2 separate regions of the Hordeum vulgare genome follow, and region 1 is linked to region 2. Evidence: chromatin contacts called from public Hi-C data. All regions are on one chromosome and are shown on one strand. Each heading gives the region's core, a stretch centred on a gene start, on an enhancer-like site or on the middle of the called end of the contact. The rest is flanking DNA. Distances are from core to core; before and after follow the strand shown.

Region 1 (6,191 bases), core at 2,468-4,967, 370 kb before region 2:
AGCGTGCATGCAGTGCAACCGGAATGGTACGTTCGCAGCTAGGCCGCTCGTTCCATGGAGACCGACGCGTCCACGGGAGGGGGACGAGCAATCTGACCGAAAACGCCAAATAGACAGATACAGATTTTGTGTACGTATACCTAGGGGAGAAGGAAATCCTAGGGTGAAGGGTGGTGTGGAGGAGAGACGAAGGCCGGCCGGCTGGACCAAGACGTTAGTTGCACTTGCATGCCACCATTTGATTTGTGGATGTGTGCATCTGACGATTAGGTTGTGTCCATCGGTATCGCATAAATCTAAGCAGATACCGAGGGGCTCCAGTTCTTGTCTAACTAAAGACGAAAGGAAATTGGCGTTTTGGGCGCCAGGTATTGTCAAAATAAATGAAAATCATGTGAACGGGTTCCAAATATATTTAACTTTTTTCTGCACATATACATGTAGATATGGCCTTACAATTTGCATGTTTCATTAAAAATGATTATTTGTAAGCTGCACCGAAAACGGTATAAAGATTTTAATCTTAATTTTTAAATATGCAGTTCAAGTTTTGAAGCAAAGTTCCACTACAGACTCGGAATTTTAGAGTACTCTCGAACAAACATGTGCCCTTAATTTTGGGGAAACCAGTATCTAGTATAGTTTTGCGCTAATTTGCATTGAAGATTGCACACGACTTCGGAAAGATAATGGAAAAGGTAAAATGGATTTTAAGTTTATGTTAATGATTATAAGAGGTACCACACATTTATTTGTTGGGTGGGGGAGTATATTAACATTTTTCTTATAGGTGCAAAGAATGCATCGTTAGAAATACCCATAAACAGGCAAAATGCTCAATACCTTTATACATGTAAGCTCATATGAAAAATTGAGAGCCATTTATCTTGGGGAACCATTCTTTGTTAGTTTTTTTAATGTTCTATTTGCCTCCATCTCCCCTTCTAAAGTGAAAACCTCTATATAGGTCAAAATCCGAGTGAAATACATGTGTTGTTTCGACACGAAGGAAAAATTCTAATTCCAAACAATTTCGAAGCAAAAGAATACGGATACAAAATTAATACTACAAGAAACTTTGAGCACCGCTTAGTTCTAGGGTAAATCAAAATTATTATTCAAGCATTTAGTGATGCAATGTTTCACTTAAAATGGGTTTTCAGTTACTCGTGTAACTGAGAAATTGTCGAGGACCATGTTACTAGATATCAAAATCCATGCAAGTGCAACAGAATGAAAATATCTATCTCACGACAATTTACAAATGAACCAGCCATAGACCATATTCACTTTGAAAATATTTAACCGATCTCATAGAGGGGCATCAACTTTTAAGTTTGAACTGTGCATACCAAGAACCTGAATTTTCTAGCGAAGCCGTTCCATAGTGAAGTACAATCGACTTGGGTCTAGACCACTTTTTAGCATTTATAAAATAAAAATGTGTCTAAGAACGCATATACCATATACCTTTGGTATCGACATGTGGGACCCCAGATGATAAATATAAAATTATATCTGTGTAATTTAAATCACAAAGAATAAAAGAGGACTACAATAATCATAATGTTTTTCAATTTTTCATAGATGAAATAAACAAGTTGCTAATGTTTTCTAAATATGGGTGTTATTGGTGAAACATGACCCAAAATAATTGAAATTTATGAGAAATGTTAGTGGCATATTCTTAAAATATAACTGAAATAATTGAAATGTGTGTGAAAATTATGAGGTATCTTTCTAAACTATTTTCTAACAGTAAAAAATGTGTGCCCATAACTATAATATTTTGAAATTGACAGAATAAATACTAAAGTATAGATTAGAAAACAAGGAACTATAGATTATTAATTTTGAAAAGGAGTTCTTAATATTTTTAAAGTTAGTGAATATGACATAAGTATTTGGAATGGGTGTGGGAACATTTCAATTATATCTGTAAATTATGTTGAAACAATGAAATTTTGGTAGCAAGATGTTTTTGAATTGATAGAAAAAATAGTAAAAGAATGAAAATAGAGTGAAATGCCTCCTAAATTTATTTATATTTGATTGGATTAACTGAAATTAATGAGTTATTTCTAAAAATTAAAAAATTAAAAGTGATTGTTACAATTGATTTTCGTAATAAACATAGTTTTTGATGACAAAAATATTTAACCTATCCAAAGGAAAAAAGTTCTTTTTTAGAACAACACTAACTTATTTGAAAAAATAATTTTTGTGAGTCATGTTAAGGTTATATGAAATGTTCAAAGTATCAAATATTATTTCTAGTAAATTATTCAATATTTTTTTCAAATATATTTCCAATCTGCGTATAATATATGTATACTATTTCTGAAACATAAAGAAAAATGTGTAGAAAATAATAAAATTGTGTACCAATATACATACGTAAATGTTTAAAAAACCTAGCACCAGCTTTGTAATTATTGCAAATCGAACGTTTTCATGGCAAATTATGTTGGTGTTTCTTTTATCAAGCATGTCAAATCCTTGCGACGTTTAGTTTTGTTTTTTGCTAGGATTTGCCATGCTTGGTAAAGAAAATTTTCATTTGCAGGACAACATAGTTTGTCATAAAGAAATTTGATTTTCCATGAGTTACATATTTAGTTGGTTTTGAAACTTCATTTTTCGTGACTGTGAGAAATGGTGTGAATGTCTACTCAATTAATTAAATACGACTAAAACTATTAAAATTTGCATCAATATATCTGAATCCGTTTGAAACAAAAATACTTACAATTGAAAACATTATTGATTTTTCTAATTCTATGAGAAGGAACATTGGTTAATTAGTTTTGCAAATATTATTGTTTTGAGCGCCTTGCGTGAGGTCCATGTCGAATACCGAGCTACATAAAATGCAGATACAAATCTAATCAAAGAGAATACGTTGTTTGTGATGTAGTATAGCACTAATACTCTCTCCGTCACGGTTTAGAAAGCAAAATTAAAATTACTTGTGTTTTGATAATAAACAACGTTCAGGACGCATTGCATTACTCATAATAGTTAATTACTAGTACAATGTTGTACTCCCTCCGTTTCTAAATATAAGTCTTTTAAGCGATTTCAATAGGTGTCTACATACGAAGCAAAATGATTGAATGTACATTCTAAAGTATGTCTATATACATCCATATGTAGTCCACTAGTGAAATCTGTACAAAGACTTATATTTAGGAACGGTGGGAATATTATTTTTATCCGTATGCATAATGTGAATGCTATTTTTAAGTTTATCCCACAGCCAATCAATAACTATTTAGGTTTCAGAAAATTTTCAAATACACCTTCTAAACGGCGAAGGAAGGAGTACCTCGATAAAAAAAAAAGATTATAGCACTAATACCTTTCGAGGTGTCAGCATGCTATTGGTTGAGAGCACTCGTTTGCCCTCGCATCAACACGAGGCACAAGTAAACGCGTAGGGTGAAAATCCCCAAACTGCCCCCACGCGAACAACGGGCAGGCGAAAAGGAGAAGCGAAAACGAGCAGGAGAGGAGGAGGAAAAAGGAAAGGAGAAGAGAAAAGAAGAGAAAAGTGGTCGTCGTCTCGTCGGGAGTGGGGGTGTGGGGAGTGAACCACGTGGTCTCCTGCCACTCCGGCGCGACGACTCACCTCACCTCACCTCCTCCCCCTGTCCCTTCTCCCCCCCTCCCAAACTCTATAAATATCCCTCCCGCCTTCCCCCACCCTCACCATCCCATCTCCCTCACTCCCATCACCCACTTCCTCTGCTCTCCCTTCCCTTCGCCCCCCACACCAAGATCGCCGATCGTCCGCGCTCGCTCGCCGGAGAGAACTCGAATCGATCGGACCAGCTCTCTTCTTCTTCTTCTTCTTCTTCTTCTTCTTTTACTTCTCGCGAGGATCAGCGATGCAGACTCTGTCGGCGCAGCCCCTCGCCTCCTCCTCTTCGATACAGCGCCACCATGGGCGCCGACGCGGCCCCGGCTCCGTCCGGTTCGCTCCCCGCGCGGCCGCCGCGGCTGCCGCCACGTCCACCAGCACGGCCCGCTCGCCGGCGTACGTCTCGTCGCCGTCCACGAGGAAGGTGCCCGGGTACGAGCAGTCGTCGCCGCCTGCCATTGCCTCGCCGCAGAAGCAGGGGAGCAGCGGCGGCGAGGGCGAGCAGAGCCTCAACTTCTTCCAGCGCGCGGCGGCCGCGGCGCTCGACGCGTTCGAGGAGGGGTTCATCAACAATGTCCTGGAGCGGCCCCACGCGCTGCCGCGCACGGCCGACCCGGCCGTGCAGATCGCCGGCAACTTCGCCCCCGTCGGCGAGCAGCCCCCCGTGCGCGCCCTCACGGTCTCCGGCCGCATCCCGCCCTTCATCAACGGCGTCTACGCCCGCAACGGCGCCAACCCCTGCTTCGAGCCCACGGCCGGCCACCACCTCTTCGACGGCGACGGCATGGTCCACGCCATCCGCATCCGAAACGGCGCCGCCGAGTCCTACGCCTGCCGCTTCACCGAGACCGCCCGCCTCTCCCAGGAGCGCGCCGCGGGGAGGCCCGTCTTCCCTAAGACCATCGGCGAGCTCCACGGCCACTCTGGCATCGCGAGGCTGGCCCTCTTCTACGCGCGCGGCGCCTGCGGCCTCGTCGACCCGTCCCACGGCACTGGTGTTGCCAACGCCGGCCTCGTCTACTTCAACGGCCGCCTCCTCGCCATGTCCGAGGACGACCTCCCGTACCAGGTCCGCGTCACCGCCGGTGGCGACCTCGAGACCGTCGGCCGCTACGACTTCGACGGCCAGCTCGACTGCGCCATGATCGCGCACCCCAAGCTCGACCCTGTCTCCGGCGAGCTCTTCGCGCTCAGCTACGATGTCATCAAGAAGCCGTACCTCAAGTACTTCTACTTCCACGCCGACGGCACCAAGTCCGCCGACGTCGAGATCGAGCTCGACCAGCCCACCATGATCCACGACTTCGCCATCACCGAGAACTTCGTCGTCGTGCCCGACCACCAGATGGTGTTCAAGCTCGCCGAGATGTTCCGCGGCGGCTCGCCGGTGATGCTCGACAAGGAGAAGACCTCCCGCTTCGGCGTCCTCCCAAAGTACGCCAAGGACTCGTCGGAGATGATGTGGGTGGACGTGCCGGACTGCTTCTGTTTCCACCTCTGGAACTCGTGGGAGGAGCCGGAGACGGACGAGGTGGTGGTGATCGGCTCCTGCATGACCCCCGCAGACTCCATCTTCAACGACACGGACGACCACCTCGAGAGCGTGCTCACCGAGATCCGGCTCAACACGCGCACCGGCGAGTCCACGCGGCGGGCCATCCTGCCGCTGGAGAGCCAGGTGAACCTCGAGGTCGGCATGGTGAACCGCAACATGCTGGGCCGGAAGACGAGGTACGCCTACCTGGCCGTGGCCGAGCCGTGGCCCAAGGTGTCCGGGTTCGCCAAGGTGGACCTGGTGACCGGCGAGCTGACCAAGTTCGAGTACGGCGAGGGCCGGTTCGGCGGCGAGCCGTGCTTCGTGCCCATGGACGGCGAGCACGCGCGCCCCGGCGCCGAGGACGACGGCTACGTGCTCTCCTTCGTGCGCGACGAGGACGCCGGCACATCCGAGCTCCTGGTCGTCAACGCCGCCGACATGCGGCTCGAGGCCACCGTGCAGCTGCCGTCCCGGGTCCCCTATGGCTTCCACGGCACATTCATCGGCGACGCCGACCTCGACGCCCAGCACTAATCGATTCCTTGGTTCTTTGACTACGCCTCAACAACGCCATTGCTCCTCTCGCCCTCCATCCCTCCCATCTTCTCGGATGAGAAGCAGAGGAAGCAGGGCAAGGAAAATTTGGAGGGAAAAAAAGCTTTTCCAGAGGGAGCCACAGAGAGAGGTCCCCGGAAGAGGAAACAGTTAGCGGCGGTTACTCATCACCACTCTCTTAATCACTTGGTTTTTTGGTTGCTTCCTTTTTTACATTCTCACTAAGTATTTACTAGTGCATGGTAGAATCATCAGGGTAGTATAGTAAATACTAGGGGGAATTTAGAGAGGTAGGGAGAGAGCTTGAAGCTTTGGCACTGTGGCTGTACAGGGTGCTGAGAGCTCAGCTGGATCCTGTTTTTCTAGAGAGAAGACAAGAGAGAGGAATTGAACCACCCAGTTGTGCTGGAGCAACTGAGGTGCTGTTGGGGACTCAATTCCTTTTCTCTGCTGTGT
Region 2 (6,144 bases), core at 3,467-5,966:
CACGATAGGTAAACTCTTATGTTCCATTTTCACTGGAGCACCTCTTCAAGTCACGAAAGGCTAGCTATCAATACAGTACATGGTGCATGCGTGTGAGAAAGGCCAACATGTACCGATAAAAAAATATCACTTTGGCACGTCAAGGTCAATATACATGTCGTGAAGGTTTCGGCGTACCTTAGATCACCTAGATTCAAGTCCTATAGTTGGCATACGTGCTCTTATTTACAAAAAAAAAAGGCATGGTGCTCATATTTTCGTGAATTTTCTTCAGGTCTTTTGATGATATTTGTTCAGTACGTAAAGACGTGCCATGGTTACGAGACGTCTATGATGACTTGACAACCTCAAAATATGACATTTTAGTATCTCGAATGTGTTCATAGAGCTATGCATGCATTCATGATTGGTACTCCCTTCATTTTTTTATACAAGGCTATAAACCCATATTACAGATATAAAGGCAAAAGTTGCTGCCTTCTAAGTCAATGTTTGAAGATAACTTGTCTTTTTGTTTGTCGTGTAAATTAATGTGTATTTTTCTTTTTCATCCGCATCAAGCGAATGATCTTACTCCCGCATGCATGTAAGGGATAATTAATGTCCTTTTTGTTAATACTACGAGACAAACAACATTAATATTGCATCGATTAGTGTGAGTGGCCTTGTATTTTTGCAATTTGTAATTTTGATAGTGGCCTTATATATAAAAATGAAGAGGGTATGTGAAAAGACATATATATACCGAGAAATTTAAACAAAGGTGTGCAGCTCGGGCTGGTCACCTTAAAAATATCATAGACAGTGTCATGCTTGTCAACTAGACATTTTGATTGAGGTGTCACATAATTAAATAAGAAAAGACAGGATAAATATATTAAAACATATTAAACAACATAATAATTTGTATCATGCATATCAATAAATAAGATCTCTATGATATCATATACTACCTACGTCCGGAAATACTTGTCCTATAGTGAATGTATCTAGACTTATTTTGGTTATAGATACATCCATTGTATTCATTTTTAGGACAAGTATTTTCGGACGGAGGAAGTATGAGTCATGTGTATATGATATTTTTCATTGTGACCGGCCTTAAGAAGGCGACGTAAGAGGAGGACCCACGGGCACATGGGATATATCCGAAACAGTTATCCCGAGACAGCCACGCCGCAACGCAGACACAAAACACTTGACAGGGCAGGTACGCATCGGTCGACAAGTAGACGCCGCTCGTGTCGTGTCGTGATCCTGCTGCATGGCCAAGTTGTGACCTCACGAGGTTGACGCCCGCCATGCTGGCCAGGGAACCCCCCCCCCCCCCCCCCCCACCACCACCACTGGTATCGTCTCGAATATATACGTACATATGTTTGTTGTAGTGATCTGTGATGGACAAATACATGTGCACGCGCGCTCCATGCGCGTGGATATGTACGGCCAAGGGCATGAGAGGTAGAGTACGTACGTGCGTATGTAGGCGCGGCTGGCGGCAGGGAGAGGTCGCCGTCGCCGTCGGCGGCCACCGCCAAAGCCGTGTCGTACCACGCGATTCAACCGCAGTTCGACGGGGGCCGTCTCTGCTTCGTGTCACGCCGGCTAACCATGCCCTGCTTCACGTACGGCTTGTCTCCCTTCTCTTGCATGTTTTCCTCGAGGCCAGGAGTACGTAATTCCACCGTTTCACCCACTACAAACTCTTTGTTTTTAAATATAAATCTTTTCAAAAAATGAATAAATTTATATTTTAAAATATGTTTATATACATCAATATATAATTAATATCAAAACATTTGAAAAGACTTATACTTAGAAACGGTGGTTACAAAGCATACATGCCATGCAATCCTACAAAGAACATGCATGCACGAAGAAGAGGGAAGAGTTTTTTTTTTTGAAAATAAGAAGAGGGAAGAGTTAATTAAACCAGTACGATTTGTGAAGTCAAAGTGTCTCTAATATAAAATTTGTGTTAAGTCAAACTATCTCTAATTTAACTAACTTTACAGGAAAAAAGTTTTATCACTCAAAATAACAAATAAATATCTTAGATTCATTATGGGATGTAGTTTCGTATTATATTGTTTTTTTCAATTTTTAAATATAAGACCTTTGAGATATTTCACTAAGAACTAACTACATACGAATGTATATATATAGACATATATTAAAATATAGATCCATTCATTTTACTTCATATATGGTTCATATTAAAATTTCTAAAAGCGATTATATTTAGTAACGGAGAGGATATATTTGGTATTATAGGTATCGATATGTTTTAATATAAATTTGGTTAATGTTTATAAGGTTTGACGTGACAGAAATCTTATACAGAGAGCAAAAAGACTGGACAGGGTGTATTTGTGTAACTAAATTTGCAGGAAACTAATGAGTCGTACGTATCACACTACTCCTAAAACCCAGTAAATAATGCACAAAACGTGTCCCAGTTAGATGCGAGTGTTTCTGCCAATTAATATTCTCACTTTGAAAAGTAAAGTTTCCTTCTCGCTCTTTTGGGTTCAGCACAATGCATGCACAGGAGAAACCAACAGTTCGTTAGTCATCGCAATGTTTAAGATCAGCATTGCCCAAATTAATAATTAAAACCGGCCGTGACCCGTGAGCTAATTAAGTAATGGTTTGTTTCGTTCGCCGACAACAGTAACATGTTAGTGCAGCCATCAGCCAAACACATGGTGGCATAACTACGTTATCCAGCTGCAATCTACTAGCACAACACCTGCATGCAGGAGCACTATAAAGTAGGTTGATGGCAACGTGTCACGCTAACACAGAGTATTTAACTAGTCACGATCCACATGTGTAAGTTTGTTAACACCAAGCTTGATTAATTAGCTAGCAACAGGATGCTAGTACTCCTCCTACGTGGTTCCAATTATCCACGGAACCTTTTCGATCAGATGCTGATGCAAAAGTAGTAACAGCCCCACTCAGAACACAGAAAGAACGTTGAGATATCTATAAAGAAAATAAGGGGTTGACCGGTGTACGTATGAGGTGTATTAGCATTAAGACAGTACACTACTGCCACATGACCGGTTGACCCTGGTTGCTAACAAAGCACATTCCTCTAGCTGGTAATCTCAGTGGATAATGACAGTGACAATTGGGAAAATGTCAACCCACCAACAAGACCCTCGTGCCATGCTGCCCGCATGTTCCACTTCGGATGGTCGATCGACATCTGGTCAATTCCGATCCACTTGTTGATAAAATGCTAAACAGTGAACATGCACAATCCAGCTTTTTTGCTATTAACTCCTGATTAGTTATAATATTAGAAGGGTAATGCGCTTTCTATATCTAAATAGCTAGTCCCACTGAATTATTTCTCCCAACATGCGGACTATGCCACCTAAACATGTAAATATGCATGGAAAAAATCCCAGCTTATTAATAAAATATAATTAACCATATGTGGTTTTAGTTTTATTTTGTATATATTATTCATCCAAATATCCATGTTCGAAATAATTGAACATCATGAAAGTAAAGTTCAGCCAATTCCCAGGGTACCATTTTGTTGTTAAAGGGGTTTGATCCCATGGACTTAGTATGATCTAAACTAGTAGCTCTCTTTGATCTGAATTAATTGTCGCAGCTCTAGTACCACATGACTACACCCAACTTAATATTTTGAGAAATGACCAGTGCAAGGTACATTCAGACAACATCCACCTATGCTCGCATAACACTACTCACAAACCGAAACCACCGAGCCTCAATATTTACAAAATTATCACATGCATCATAGGTACGTCTCCAATCACTAGGAGGATAAACCACTTTAATAGAACACATATGATTTCAACGTGGTGATTGGTTCCTGGTGGACAATGGTACAAACCGCCTTTATCATCATCCAGAGTCAACCCAAGAATGCTTGGCTCTCCGGCTACACTCATCCTAGTTGATCCAACACTTATGGATAGATGAAGTAGATAACACACTATGGTTCCAAATTTGGAAAAAGATCGATAATGGTTAGTGTAGAGTCCACACAAGTTAACCAAGCCAATCAAGCCATATATATACACCTGGTGCAACCAAAGACTAATATAATGCTTACTTTTTAATACATGGTGATCAAATTAACCCTACTAATTAATATGTAACCATAGTAGTCCCTCCATTTACTAGTAAAAGGTCACTTCATATTTTTATGTCGAACTTTAACCATTAATTTTACCAACAAAATGTGAGCCATATGTCATAAGAAGTATGACACTGGATGCACATTTCAAAGAACTTTTTGATAAAAAAAATTGATGACATATGACCTGCAGTATTTTGCTGACAAAAATTATAAATCAAAGTTTAACCCGAAAAACAAAGTGTCTTGTATATAAAACCGGAGGAAGCATATAGAAACTGAAAAGGAAAGAACCATCATTCCTACTTTGGCTTGCACGTAGACATACGAGCGCTCCTTCACTGAGCATGTAGCTAGACGCGTCACCGGCACATCTGCAATACGTACATATATACGCACGGCACGTAGATGTGTATATATATACAAAAACATATATTGTATTTGGCGAGGTCGACCTGAAGGATCGAGTGGCGCAACCTCTGACCTGTCGTCTACGGCACTTCAAGTGTACGCATGCAACTAGCTAGCTAGCCAGAGCAACTGGCTACCACACTCACTGTGCTTAATTTGCACACACATGCAAGCTAGCTACAGAAGCTGGCACGTACACATGCACCACGCAAGAATAAAACAAGGAAAACGATCAACGTCCCATTGTCCAGAAGAAACAAGAGAGATTAATTCAAAGGAAAACAAAAACTAGGGGAGGACAGTGACTGATTGATGCATTGGTGTTCGATCGGTAGAAGTGACATGGACAGCAACGGACAAATATAATATAAATGATTAGTGATAACTGTATTTTTTATTAGTGATAACCTGCAATTCATAATTAGTTGTGTGATGATGATAGCGACTAGCGAGGCGAAAGAGTTGACCCAAGTAAACCCGACCCGGTCAATGTGGAATGATTATTTCCGAGCACAACTAGTAAAAGAAAAGATTATTTTGGTCCACAAAGATGCTCATGGGTTGCCACCTTGGGGCATCTCACTCTAGATTGCCAAGTTTATTGTGAGCGTTAACTAGCTAGCTGCCGTTGAGGATAAACCCCATACCTGCATGGCACATATAGACGGATGGATAGACAAAGACGAAAGAGAGAAGCGTGGCATGCATGCATGACCACTTAATTCGTTTTCTGCAACATATATAGGAGAAAGACGCATGCAGTGATGCAATCAAGCAGGAATTACGCAGGCCGATTTGGGACACGGCCAGCTAAAAGAATACGAGAACTTATATACCATACTTAATTCATAGACATGCGAGGTGGCGCCATGGCATTGCAAGATGTTGGATGCATGGAACGCACGCTAGATTACAAACGAAATAGAATTGCATGTGTGTCCAGCGTGGTCACACATTTGTAGTCACGCTAGTACCAAATTCGGTACTTCTTTATATATATTCGTTGCCATCTTAACAAATGCATATATTGGTTCCCGCTTTATAGGCGATCGATGATCAGTCGTACGTGGTGATGAATAAACTAGCACGTCGCATTTTCCTTGAGAAGCATAAAGTATCCCCGGCATCACAGTGACGAGATGTAAGCTATATATATGGCTAGGTGATAGATGGATGTACTCTAATTAGTTGTCTATAAGCTTATAGTTAACTAAACCGGGAGTGACGTGTCTAACATTGTTGATAAAATAGTGCAGAGAAGTCAGTGACAGTAGATTCTTCAGGCAGACAGGTAGGTAGGTAGGTGTCTGTGTGGGCGTGCGCGTGGCTGGAGCTGCCACGTTGATGCATCCGGCCTACACCTGAAGCCAAGCAGGCAGCGCCCATGCAGCCTTGCCTTCCTCCAAGGGCACACCACCTCCCCCGGGTACCACCCGGCCCTGCTATATGCCACGTATGTGCATATATAATTTCACTTTTATTTTATGTGCTATGATTTATGTATATGGATATGGAGACGAGACAGCGAAAGGGTCTAGCCACTGGCGTGGGGTGGCGTCTCTGAATATATCGATGCCGTAAACTTCACAAGAGAAAATCATCTATAG

Evidence for each region. A called contact is a pair of places that touch in the nucleus more often than the background predicts.
Region 1: a Hi-C map of leaf shows a contact between it and region 2, with 5 times the contacts expected there. The contact joins the promoter of LOC123395880 here to the enhancer-like site in region 2. A contact is called at or near these places in 4 of 6 Hi-C or Micro-C datasets (leaf and seedling).

What each region holds. Positions count from the first base shown.
Region 1 is chr5H:15,783,326-15,789,516 of MorexV3_pseudomolecules_assembly, reverse strand. LOC123395880 (9-cis-epoxycarotenoid dioxygenase NCED5, chloroplastic-like) reads left to right here and starts at 3,717. Exons shown (of 1, transcript XM_045090912.1): 1 at 3,717-6,191. The coding sequence starts at 3,891. The coding sequence ends at 5,714.
Region 2 is chr5H:15,419,018-15,425,161 of MorexV3_pseudomolecules_assembly, reverse strand. No RefSeq gene overlaps it. Among protein-coding and RNA genes, the nearest start is that of LOC123399074, 140 kb to the right of the region's middle. Within about 2 kb of position 4,716, at least 2 of the 3 cell types and tissues checked have open chromatin away from gene starts, as enhancers often do. A contact at or near this core is called in leaf and seedling, where this site is marked.